2 separate regions of the Zea mays genome follow, and region 1 is linked to region 2. Evidence: chromatin contacts called from public Hi-C data. All regions are on one chromosome and are shown on one strand. The core of a region is the stretch at or near the end of the contact, and the rest is flanking DNA. Distances in the headings are between cores, read along the strand shown. Region 1 holds the start of LOC114133148. Region 2 holds the start of LOC124188254.

Evidence for each region. A called contact is a pair of places that touch in the nucleus more often than the background predicts.
Region 1: a contact with region 2 is called in a Hi-C map of ear, with 2.4 times the contacts expected there. The contact joins the promoter of LOC114133148 here to the promoter of LOC124188254 in region 2. A contact is called at or near these places in 5 of 25 Hi-C or Micro-C datasets (ear, leaf, root tip and 1 more).

The regions. Positions count from the first base shown.
Region 1 is chr2:218,291,521-218,297,934 of Zm-B73-REFERENCE-NAM-5.0, forward strand. It overlaps LOC114133148, which reads left to right and starts at 4,971. Exons shown (of 1, transcript NM_001368359.1): 1 at 4,971-6,042. The coding sequence starts at 5,061. The coding sequence ends at 5,729. LOC100283431 (40S ribosomal protein SA-like) reads right to left here and starts at 368. Exons shown (of 5, transcript NM_001367103.1): 1 at 143-368. The coding sequence starts at 290. LOC100272671 reads left to right here and starts at 1,213. Exons shown (of 3, transcript NM_001366505.1): 1 at 1,213-1,567; 2 at 2,007-2,263; 3 at 2,402-2,710. The coding sequence starts at 2,014. The coding sequence ends at 2,436.
Region 2 is chr2:218,442,257-218,448,031 of Zm-B73-REFERENCE-NAM-5.0, forward strand. LOC124188254 reads left to right here and starts at 4,392. Exons shown (of 2, transcript NM_001401381.1): 1 at 4,392-4,633; 2 at 4,923-5,775. The coding sequence starts at 4,926. It also overlaps the pseudogene LOC100382199 and the pseudogene LOC124188255.

The sequences.
Region 1 (6,414 bases), core at 3,721-6,220, 150 kb before region 2:
ATCTATACATCGCATCTTAATATACGCAAGCGCATAGCAAGTTCCAATAGAAGTCAACACGAGCAGATCTAAAACTAGATATCAAAGACAACAAGCATTGGAGGTAAACATTTGGTTAGTCTCGAAAGATTTGGATTGGTACCATCAGTGCGGCGCTTGTACACGTAGCGCTCCACCTGGAAGTCGCAGTTCTTGGTGCCGAGGTGGACATCGGCGGCGAGCATCATCTGGATGTCCTGCTCCCGCTGGGACAATGCCCGAGGGCCGCCGCCTGCCGGTGCCGCCGCCATAGTCGCCGAATAAGGTTAAGGTTTCGGTTCTGACCTTTTATATAGACCACTTCGTCACGGATGAAAACCCTAGCTAGTGAAGTAGTGATCTTCTACGGTTTTGCTTTTCAGGCCTTCTGGGCCTTTTTGGGGTGGTCGATGGACCTCCTAGAATGTATTGTAGGCCCACCACTCTCCTGGCCCATGTACGTGTGACACTCTCGTCTCCTTTCTGGTCGATTCCCCAATTCTCAATTCCCCGACGCTCAGCCGTCGCAACAAATCGCGGAGCACTCGCCGTCGTCCGTCACCGGGCTGTCCAACCTACGTCGACTCCGGACGCATCGCTCGCCATACGATCAGCCCTCCGTTCGCTGTACGGGCTCGCGGGTTGCGACCCTAATAGCTGACTGATTCTAGGCGCCATGTCACTGCCCGTCGACGCCGCCATCATCCAGTTCACCCAGGTCAGGGGATTTACCGCACTTCTTATCCACAGCCGACGCGCCATCTCGTTTGGCCTGGCCTCGCTTTCTTCTCATAGTCATGTCATTAGCTGCGTGGACATGCGTGTTTTAGTCGGATAAGGAATCAGTTCCGTGCTCGTTCGTTTTGCTCGCTTGTGGAGAAATTACAAAGGGTTGGGCCAACCATGTGTTGTGCTGTCTCTGTATGTGCTTTCCTTCAATCTGGAATCGTGGTCCCAGTTATGAACTTACAAATTTGAATGGATGCTTGAGGATTATGAAATGTTTTGTTTCTGAAGGTGCTGTATCTGACATTATTCGTATCTGTTACCCGTTGGACATATAACATGTGCACCCAGATCCTATTCTCCCATGCGCCAGCCGGCCCCGTGGGCCGTGAGTCCGTGATCCAGCGTCCCAGGACCCAGGCTCCCAGTACCAGCCTCTTCTATCCGGCATCCAGCGAGCAGCAAATCCAGAGACCTCGACTCCTCCTAACCCTAGCCGCCAGGCTCCAGTGCTCCACCGCTCCAGCAGATCCCGGACCCGGAAGCAGCGAGGAAACACAGGGCGACCAAGGCCCGTCTGGACTCTGGATCCGCCGGTCCGCCACTCCGCCCCTCATCTCCGACCTGAGCGCGCCGCCCTGCCCCGCCCCGCCTCTCCCTCGAGCGCTGTCCGCGCCTCCGCGCCTCCGCGGTCCGCGTCCGGCCGTCCGCCCAGGGCCCAGGCAGTTGCTGCCTGCTGGCTTGCTGCCGTCCGCCAGGCCGCCTAGGCACACAGCACACTACTTCTACAGTTCTACGGCCAGCGCCCAGCGGTCCAGTCCAGGTTAGTGCTTTTGCCCTTGCATCATTTGGTCTTAACTTAGGCAAGATTCTTCGGGACTCCATGTATCAAGTACCAAAGAGTAAAAATGTATGGGGATATTCGCTTAGACATGGTAAATTGTGGCTATAAATTTTCTAGCCACATCTTTTGTGGTTTGGCTAGGAACCAAACTGTTCAAGTTTAGTTGTCTATTAGGATCTTATTAGATTGTACTCCCTCCGTCCCAAAATATTAGTCGCTTTAGATCTTGAATTTTATGTCAATATTCAAATGGATGACAATAAACCTAGACATATATATAAAACACATACATTAAGTATTATATGAATCTATTAAAATGCTAAAACGACTAATATTTTTGGAACGAATGGAGTATGGAGCTAATTTTGAGAGAGATGGTGTGTCCTTGCTGTCTGTCATAACCTTTGTGCATGCACAGCTTCCAAATGGCTAGTGAGGACTCGAAAGATATGCTGAAGAACGTGGACTGGAAGACCGTGGGCGGTGCTGTGACTACTGAATCTAGCCAGCCAGTTGTCAAGAAACGCCTTCCGAAGAAGATCAGACAAGTCCCTGAGTGCTATTTTCTGCCTCGGCGATCTTTGCCTTCTGCACTGGCAATCTATGGTGCCGTGTGTGCTGCTGGAGTTGGTGCAGGAATGCTGATCGAGGTGTGGATAAACAAAAAGATCAAAGGTACATGGCAGGGGAAATCATCAAATCACTCACTCTATTTTCTTGAGGATTTACAGCACCATGGTGCCTGGAAACCTTGCATTGCTTGTGTATTTTGCACAGACTCTGATTCTGAATAGCTGTGCTTCTTTCATGCAGAGGATAGTGCTATTATCTGGGAGATGGATAAATGATGTGCAGTTCTGCACCACACTTTGATATGGTGGAAGCAGTTTCGGCACTGCGATATTTGCTAGCTCTCAAGTTAAGAATTTTGTTTATAGGATTCCTTCGTCCGTTTGTTTTATTTTGATTGAGGTATTGCCAAGATGGATTCAAGAACGTTCATCCGCAGTTCATTTACCAGAACACGAGTAAAAACTCTGGCTGCTGAAAATATAGCTCCACCACAACTCTAAAATAACTTATAATTTGAAATCGAGGAAGTATTTCTGTTATCATGCTAAATAAAATGTTGTATATTCTAGTTTTTTTTCACATGACTCCCTCGGTTCCTTGGAAGTGCAACACAGCACTTGCTTGTTTCAGGTTTTTCTCTCTCTTTTGCCTCTATTCTCCACAAATGAGAACCGATGCTAAGGGCATGTACAATCCACACTGTATCTTAAGGGATATATGAGGGTGTAAATGAAAAAAAGAATGATATATGAGGTTTTAAATGAAAAAAAAAGAAACATATCTTGGTTAAGGAATGTCTATGTCACAGTTTTCTAAGTCTAAGGTACGGTTCTACACTTCTACTTATACAATTCAAATAAATGAGTTATCTTTTAAGTGATTCTAGTGAATAAGATAAAAAAATTTAGATACATTAGGTTGTATGAAGAGTTTCTTAGATGTATCTAGTGCTTGGAGAACTATAACATAGTAATTAAGTTGTACATGCTCTAGGAACATGTTTGGCTGAGCTATAGGATAGGTTGTGCTCGGTAGATCGTTTATATGGTCATTGCACTGTATATTACTCTGTTTAAAAAAATGAAGTTTGAAATAGGTGGTGTGGTGGTAGGTGGGATAGGAAGTCTGCTAGAGATAGCCTTTATGAAAATGTTGGTGTGCATTATGGACTTTTAAAAATTGTTTTGAAGTCTAAGCTATGAGAGAAAGTTAAAAATGTGTTTAATTAAACATTTGATTTTTGATAAACCTGTTGTAAGTCTCTCTTACGAGCGGAATCCACATCTCATCCATAGTCCTCCCAACTTGGGGCAGGATTGAGTGCTGCAGCAGGGCCCATTGGCAGGACCAGTGAAAAGGGATCTGGGATATGCTACACTTACAGCTGCAGCAAAGGTAGAAATTTGAACATTGGCTCTTAACATCGCTCCTAGGTTCTTTTAGGATAGAAATAAGTAAGTGCTAATTTGATCGTAAAAGGTCACGGCAGTGTTCTTTTAATAGTGTCACTTAGGTTCCTATTTATCGTCTGGCAATAATTAAAGAAGATATGTGCATTTTACTCACCAAACAGTCTGAATTGCCAATTCATACTACTCACATTGAGATATCACAAGATCTTTGTAGCTTGCGCTTGGTACAAGATATCCTCACCACTTGATGTCATGAAAACTTGTAAACAGGTGCCTTCGTTGGTGTTTCACTGGAAGGGAATGTGGTGACAACTAGAATGGAAACCAATCTCCGCTTCTACGGTGATGCATACCAGACGGCAACCCATATCCTGTTTGGGAGGGTGGAGCGGCCCCGAGCTGCTCAGCCCTTGTTTGCTAGCCGATTTAGGGCTTCTTAAGGGTGGATTGAAGATGATTAGAGAGGATTAAATCGATTGATAGTCAAATTAAATAGAAAGAGAGTTAATCCCCCTCAATCCTTTTCTATCCGCATGCAACCGATCCATGCTTTAGATCATTGGATGGTTTCACTACTGACACCAGTCCACACATTAAATATTAGCAGAGTATTTAGTGTTAGATTATTGTAGAAATTACGATTTAGACTTGTTTCTAAATGAATAATTTTATATATAATTAGAAGATCATGATCGGTTGAGAGATCCAACGCACACAATTGATCCTTTCTTTTTTATATATCTAATGCTTTCTTTTATCGTAATCTCTTTTAACGTTCCTGCTGTCCTTAATTTGACAACTAGAATGACACTCTACTAGTCTTCCTGGCCGACCTAGGACAACCAGGCGCCGTTCTCGTTCTCACATGCTACTTGCGGTCGATTGGTTTTGTGGATGATTGTTTATCTTCTAGAGATTAGCATCAGCCAGCATGACATTTCTCTGCTCTGTTCTGTAATCTGTTCCGCTGACCCGCTCCGCTAGCAGGCAAGCCACTGCCGCCGCAAACTACTAGTACGATACAATAGACGCCAAGCCCAGTGAAGAAGCAGCGTCGATCTGGGCGGATCGATCAAGATTGCTCGGAACAATTCTTGGCTGCTTTTATTTATTATTTGCACTTGGTTACAAGTATCAGTGTAGACTAAGGCCCCGTTTCAATCTCACGGGATAAACTTTAGCTTCCTGCTAAACTTTAGCTATATGAAATGAAGTGCTAAAGTTTAGCTTTAATTATCACCATTAGCTCCCCTGTTTAGATTACAAATGGCTAAAAGTAGCTAAAAAAAAAGCTGCTAAAGTTTATCTCGCGGGATTGGAACAGGGCCTAAGCTGCAGATGCTAGCTAGCAGTTTTGAACGCACGCGATGCTCCACGTCCTGTCCGCTTGTCCCTCGTCGACCGGTTCATGGGCGTGGCCGCTCCGACGAGCGCGTAGGCCAAGATGCCAAACCACGGCTGCTATATAAACACGCAAGGCGCGGCGCATGCCCATTGGCCATTACAACCAAGCGTCGAGGCATTCGCCAATCTCCATCACCAGGCACCACCCGACGCTCTCCCGCCGCCTCACCGTGCCGGCGTCAGGTATGGCCTCCTCGCCGGCGCTACCGCTGGTGCTCCTGGCCCTGCTGCTGGCTCCCACCGGCCTCGCCGCGTCCGGCTCCGGCGGCGGCGGCGGAGGAGAGAAGCGCACGCGCATCCGGGTGTACGTGCACGAGCGGTTCACCGGCCGCAACGCGACGGTGGGGTCCGTGGCGCCGTCCCTGCGCGGCGGCAACTCGACGTTCGGCGAGGTGGGCGTGGTCGACGACGTGCTGCGCGCCGGGCCCCGCGCGTCCTCCCAGGAGGTGGGGCGGTACCAGGGCCTGTTCGCCGGCGCGGACCTCGCGGACGACAGCGGCGGCGGCGGCGGCTACTTCTCGGCCATCACGCTCGTGTTCGCCGCCGGCGAGCACCGCGGCAGCACGCTGTCCCTGCAGGGCCGGTACAGCTTCCCCGCCGACGGCGCCCTCGAGCGCGCCGTCGTGGGCGGCACCGGCGGCTTCAGGATGGCGCGCGGGTTCTCGCTGCTCCAGGTCGCCAGCGCCCCGCCGGAGGCCGCCGTCTTCCAGCTTGACCTCGTCGTCTTCACGCCCCGCGGCCACCGATACTAGCTTATCTAATAACACTGAGAGCACTGTGCAGAGCGTGCTACGTTTTGATCTCTATCGATCACACAATTTGCTGTTCGTGTGCGTTCCCTCGTCGCGACATGATATGCATGGTGTCCAGATTTTACAAATAATTGAGATTATTAGGTGAGGTTCTTTGGCATGAATGCGAGTATATAGATCCATCACTAGTGACGGTGAGAATGTGCCATGAGTTGAGTATGAAGTGTAAGTAACCTGATCACTTGAAAACTTCCTACACTGTTCCTCGCTGACAATAAAGCTTTCTCGTACTCGCTCTGAAACCAATGTCAACGAAGACAGCATTAAAACTTGAAGATGAAAAAAAAAATGATCTTAATTTGGCGTCGTTTCTGCTAGTGCTAGGGCGTGTCTACTGTTTAGGCCCTTCCTCCCAGCAACCCGATCGAACTTTGGCAACGAATGCGTTCGGTGTTGAGGGTGCGTCTGCTTCTGGCTGGTCTAGTGGTGTCGGCGTGTCGCGGCTTCACGGGCACAGACACGGTGGTTCCTTCTTGACCCTCCTACACCCAATTTCAGCCCATTAAGCTGCTTCCCTCACCAATGTACTGCAGGCCCATCCAAAGCAGCCCACCGACAGAAGCCAGGCGATCCGAGCGTGTCCCTGCCCCTCCTCTACGCTACTGAACATGAAGGAATTCGCCTG
Region 2 (5,775 bases), core at 3,142-5,641:
ATGCCTTTGCTGGTGTCAAATCACTTCCCAATAGAAACTATCCACCAAAGTAAACAACAGCGAAAGCGACTGGTGTATTGTTTCAGGTTAAAGCTATTCAACTACAAGAATTAAGAAAACCGATGAATAATGCAAAATTTAGTTTAATCTTGAAGATACACACATGGTGCACGGCAAAACTTCACCAAAGGAATATATCGCAGCAAGTAACTGAGCCTTGGAAAACCAAGAAAGTCCATCGTGGACGTCCTGTACTTTTAACTGGAAAATTTATTCCCAAACATAGCACCTAAAACGAAGCTATTTGAAGTTGGAACAGTTATACACAAAACTAATTTCAACACCACCACACATCCAGAGTTATAGACCTTAGAGTTTACCGGCCGCCTAGGGGGTTTCTTGCCTCCAGGATTCTTTTTCTTTCACATCTTGATTATATCCTCTCAATGAACACAAAAACAATACATGAGTTAAATCAACACCAAAATATCAATTATCATCACAAAACAAAAAGATATATGGACAAATAGCATACCCAAAGTCATGTCCATCATTTTTCTCGGTAAAAGCGGTCGCTTCAACTGTGAGGGGTGGTGATTCCATCTCTATATGAACGTATATGTATAATTAGAGTAAGAAAACACAGTTCCGAGCAGAGACTACAAAAGTGGCAGGTGGCATTTGAGCACCAGGAAATTCAAGCTTGCAAGAAGCTAAATAAAAGTATATTAAGCTCATACAGAGAAGATTAAAATCTATACTACTTCCAACTATGAAGGCGCAATAAGACAGCCTAAAATAGTAACTGAGTAATCTAATGAGGCTGCAAGCATGCACCCTCCCTTCTCTCTACCGAATTGCTCTGCCTGTACCTATCTTGTTTATACAAATAATTCGATTATACATGTAGCTGATGTAGGATTTTCCCTTCTCAATGTTGCAGTAAGTTTATTGGATTCCTTTATTTGTTCGACATCAACTGTGAATCTCTTCTTGACTATCCACTAACGACCTCTGGACCGCCTCTACTAAGAGTTCGACTGTTTGTCAAATAGAGGCCTTGCATTTTTTGGATGGAAGGGGTACCATCATGTATTTGTTGTTCCCACGCAAAAATCGACAAACTATTTCAGTTAAAACAGAATAACTATGTATTACCAAAGTCAGGTATTATACCTGGAACATACACAGGAAGGTAATATTGCAAGAAACTGGGGTTATCTTTTGAGCTATATTTTTTCATATGACTTAGCCACACTGTTAACCTGATTGGACAGGCTCGGATGACGTTGATAACCCGATGGATAATATTGATCAATGGGCGATGAAACACAATTTTTAAAGCTCCAGGTAGGATGTACCTGTAAGTAACTGTAATTAGCCCTCCATGATTTCCTCAAAGCACTCACTACAATCATATCTAGCTGCAATTTTATCTTAAACCCCAGTTTCTAACAAGTGGTACAATTTCACCGACATCTTTTATCTTAAAATGGTCGTTCTGAATTATCTTCTTAAGGGCTCTTCTATCAGTGAGTGCTGCCCTAAAAGATGTAATTCCCAATTTAAGAGCAGACATATGAAATACTTCAAGCTCCCCACTGTCACTGGAACCATTTGTTTTAATGCTTCTCTAGAGAAATTTGATCAGCTCATCACCAGCTTCCTTCTCTAAAATTATAAGGTCTGAGTAACCTATTATAGTACAAATGTATTTACTCAATACAGTACATACCTGAGAGACGGTGTGTGGCAGAGAGGCGGCACGAAGACTGACCAGGAAACTGGAGGCTGTCGAGCGGAAGCGAGGAAGAGGGTGACGTCGATGGGTCAGCGTGCCGCCACCGTGGCGTCATGACATGGGCACGTCGCGGGTGACGGTCTGGTGCGGTGCAGGCGGGCTTACTGCCGTACGCCCTGTGCGCTTGGCCTTTCGTGTCCTTAGCCCCGATACGCCCTCGCTTCGTATAGTCGGGCCGCCGGAGACGCCCACACCTCACATTAGACAACAGAAGTCATATAAGGTAAGTTGTTTGAACATAATAGTTTAGCACTTTTGCTGTTTTTGAAAAACATGCACAAATAATCAGCTAGCAAACTTCTCCTTATAATGTTAAACTCAAATAATTGAATGTGTAGACTATTGTGTCTGACACGGTGACAGCTGACAGCATAATGATCATAAGGTTTTTTTAGCCAAACATGTACAAGTACCCAGCTAGCAATCTTATTTTTATAATGTTAAACTCAAATAACTGAATTTGTAGACTATTGTGTCTAACACAGTGGATTGCAATTGTAAAATAAACTACAGCTTCATTCAAACATCAAGTTATCACTAATATACCTTGATCATCCTTCGGCGTGAATACTCTATCAAACTTAAATGTCTTTTTAGTTGTTCCACCATTTGCATTCAGGCTTGATGACACCTCATTTTTGCTTAAGGGTCGGCATCGACAAAAAAACCCTGATAATTTCCTGAAATAGTTGAGAAGACAAATAGAATGAGAATACAAAATACATTCTCTCAGGTAAATGTTAAGAGTGAGCACAAAGAACTGGATGCACACAGGATAATGGATACCTTTTGTCTCTTGAACAATATTATAAAGTTTCTTCCTCTTATCCATCTCTTCATAGCACTTCAATTTTAAATCTTCACACTGTGCAACTGCAATAATTAAGCCATACATTGTTTGTTTTATAGTTGCAAGGCTGCAAAATTACACTTCAGACATTCAAAAACAGAGTAGTGTTATCTTCTATCTTTAGCTTCTACAAGGGTTGATTCATTCTTCATCTAATAAAAAACGGCGCGACGGCGAGGGTCAGCGGCCAGCTTCTACAGAGGAACGGCGAGGACGGAGCCAGGCAACGGCGCGACGCACGTAGGACGCGAGACCTCCGCAAAGTTGGTCAATTCAACTGCAAAGTTGGTGTTCTCTGGCCCAAAGCCAAGGAAGGCGTTGGTGTACTTCTCATCAGGAACATCCCTTTTCCTCAGCAGTTTCATCCCAAAGCATTCTGTGTAGTACCTACCAGAATCATATTATGTCACATAAAAAAGCATAATCATAGCTGCAGGTGTTGCAAATGTCATTTACAATACAACAGCATACTTGATTGTGCGGTCCAGATCCCCAACACGGTAAACTGCATGGAGCATCCTCTTTTTGTCCTGTTTATGCCAGTCAACCACAACCTCAGCTGCCTTCGAGGCTTCACTATCGGTTGCCATCCCTGATTAAAGAGTTGCACATTTCATAAGAACAAGGGAGGAAAGTGATCTTAAATAAAACGAAGAACGAAAGCATCAGGCTTTCATATTGCTTGAAAACCCCTCTTTTTCTTTCAATAGAGGAATATACATCTCAATTACTCAAAGCTTTTCTCTGAAAAGCAGAAGATTATCAGAAATATCACGCTTTCCGATACACTAAAGGATCCGTGCTCAAATGACAGAACACGAGGTGAATGGACCTCCTTTTTTTCACGGTCCATTTTTCATCCGAATGCCAACCTACATCTAAATCTTTTTTTTTATACTGAAAAGGACAGCAGCACGGGTTGCAGCTCAACCAAATCAAACACACAAAGATGCAAGGCTCCGCCTTGGAGAACTTTGAGGATGCATTAGTCATCTATCTGACGGACACACAGCAAAATGAACGAAGATGGAAGTCCTAACAAGATAGGAACCCAAATCTAGGGGCACGGCCAGCCATCTAGGTGACCACGCGGGGGGCGGCCAGACGGCCAAGCGGAGGCGGGCGGGGGTCAGCGGCCAGCTTCTACAGAGGAACGGCGAGGACGGAGCCAGGCAACGGCGCGACGCACGCAGGACGCGAGACCTCCGCCTCGTCGACCGCTTGTTCGGAGCTAGGCGAAGTCGAGCTCCTGTCTTGTTCATTGGAAGCTTTATTTAAGAGTGTTTTCCAATGAGCTCGTGTTCCTTGGCCACCACGGCCGCGATGAGGCGGGGCCGGAGGGAGACGGGGCGAGCAAGTCGCGGCGGCAGCGAGGACTGAAGGCCGAGATCTGGGGCAGGGCAAGGGAGAGGGCGAGGTGCGACGGGAGAGGTAGGGAGGAACCACTCACAACTCGATTGCATAAAAAACTCGGGTCCGGAAGCTGGTTCCTGTCTGACGACGCCGTACTCAAGCCACACGTCGTTCGAGCTGTGGCGGACTGCCCGTGAAGCGCGGGGAGAAGCTCAAACTCCACCGGGTTTTAATAAAAGGTAATAAATAGAAATATTATAGTGTTTCGACTTTGGACCAGCGATAACAAAAGTGAACGGGTCGGTGGGCCTTCTCTCGTAGACCTGTTGCCGGTTGAGCCGACTTCAGAAACGGTTCAACCGGTCCCAGTCCATCAGCTGTCCGAGGGATAAACCCCACTCTATTCTTCTCTCTTCTCTCACTTATTCCTCTCCTCCTCAGGTTCAAAAAAGACAGCATCTCCTCACCTCTCCTCTCTGCTCCAAAGAAATCACTTCCTCGTTCTAGATCCCGCGGAGTTCAGTTTGAGGGGCAAGGGTTGTTGGATTTGGATCTCTCTCATCACGTGCCCCTCCCTCCCCTTTCTCAAGTTTCAAATCTTCATTTGCACGGGAACTTCTCTTCTCAAGGTATTTTACCTTTTGTATCCTCGATCTACTTTTTAAGGCATTTAAGTCGAATCCCTTTGGAGCCAAGGCTCACACTGCAACATGGAACAAGTGCTCAAAAGAATTCGAAGTTTTGGATGGATAGTTTGAGAGAGAGAGAGAGAAAAAAATCTCTCGTGGCGGCTTTTGACTGTGCAACGGCGGCTGAACCGCCCCCACACAGTTTAGCCCCACTCTCGATCCTATTCTTGACTAGTTTCTTTTCTCAATCAATCTAGGCTCACCCCCTTTGTGTTTATCCTTCTCTTAGAAGATGGTCCGCAGAAGAAATCCGTCCATTATTGAGGGAAGCGAAGGTGAAATGGACAATCAAATCGAAAGTGAAGAAGAAATTCATGAGAAACGTCCTCGCCTCTTTCAAACCGGTCCAGTCAACAGGCAGGCTCAAGGTGACAGTGAGAGCAGCGCTCGGCCCCAAACTGTTCACGCAACAAGAGGTGAGAGATTTCCCTCTCTTCGGCGAAAATTCGCAGGGCAATGCCCTCGCCGTGTGGCAGATCCAAATGCGGATGAACCAGCTAGTGATGATGATGGTAAAAAAGATGATGTTGTAGCACTTCCTCCGGATGATGCTCCTCTCATTAGGGATCTTGTGCTACACAGGGCCAAAGCCCGTCGTAATCCAAATGAACCTCAAATGGATTACAGTGCGGGCAGCAACAGTTTGCTTCAATACATAAGGTATGAAAATCCAATGAAGTGGGCAAGAGATAATCGAATTGACGGTCACAGATTTTGGAATCTCTTTCATGTGGACTTCTACAACTCAGTAATCATGACTAAGAAGCACCAACCTATCATCAAACAAAGATCTATAAATTGGGCTGAATGTGAGCAGATGAGAGATAAGGAAATGACTAGAGCTCTGCGAGCATGTGAGGCTAAAGGAATGAAGAACATCATGCTTTTCTCTTATGATTGGAACGACGAAGTGATAGCCCAATTTTACTCAACTCTATGGGTGAAGCTGAGCAGTGATGATTTGGGTGCCTATGCCTATCCATACATGAATTTCAACATTGAAGGACAGTGGTATAAGGTGAGCTACCGGCGCTTTGCTCATATTCTTGGGTTCACTGATTCTGAGATCCATCCTGATCGTA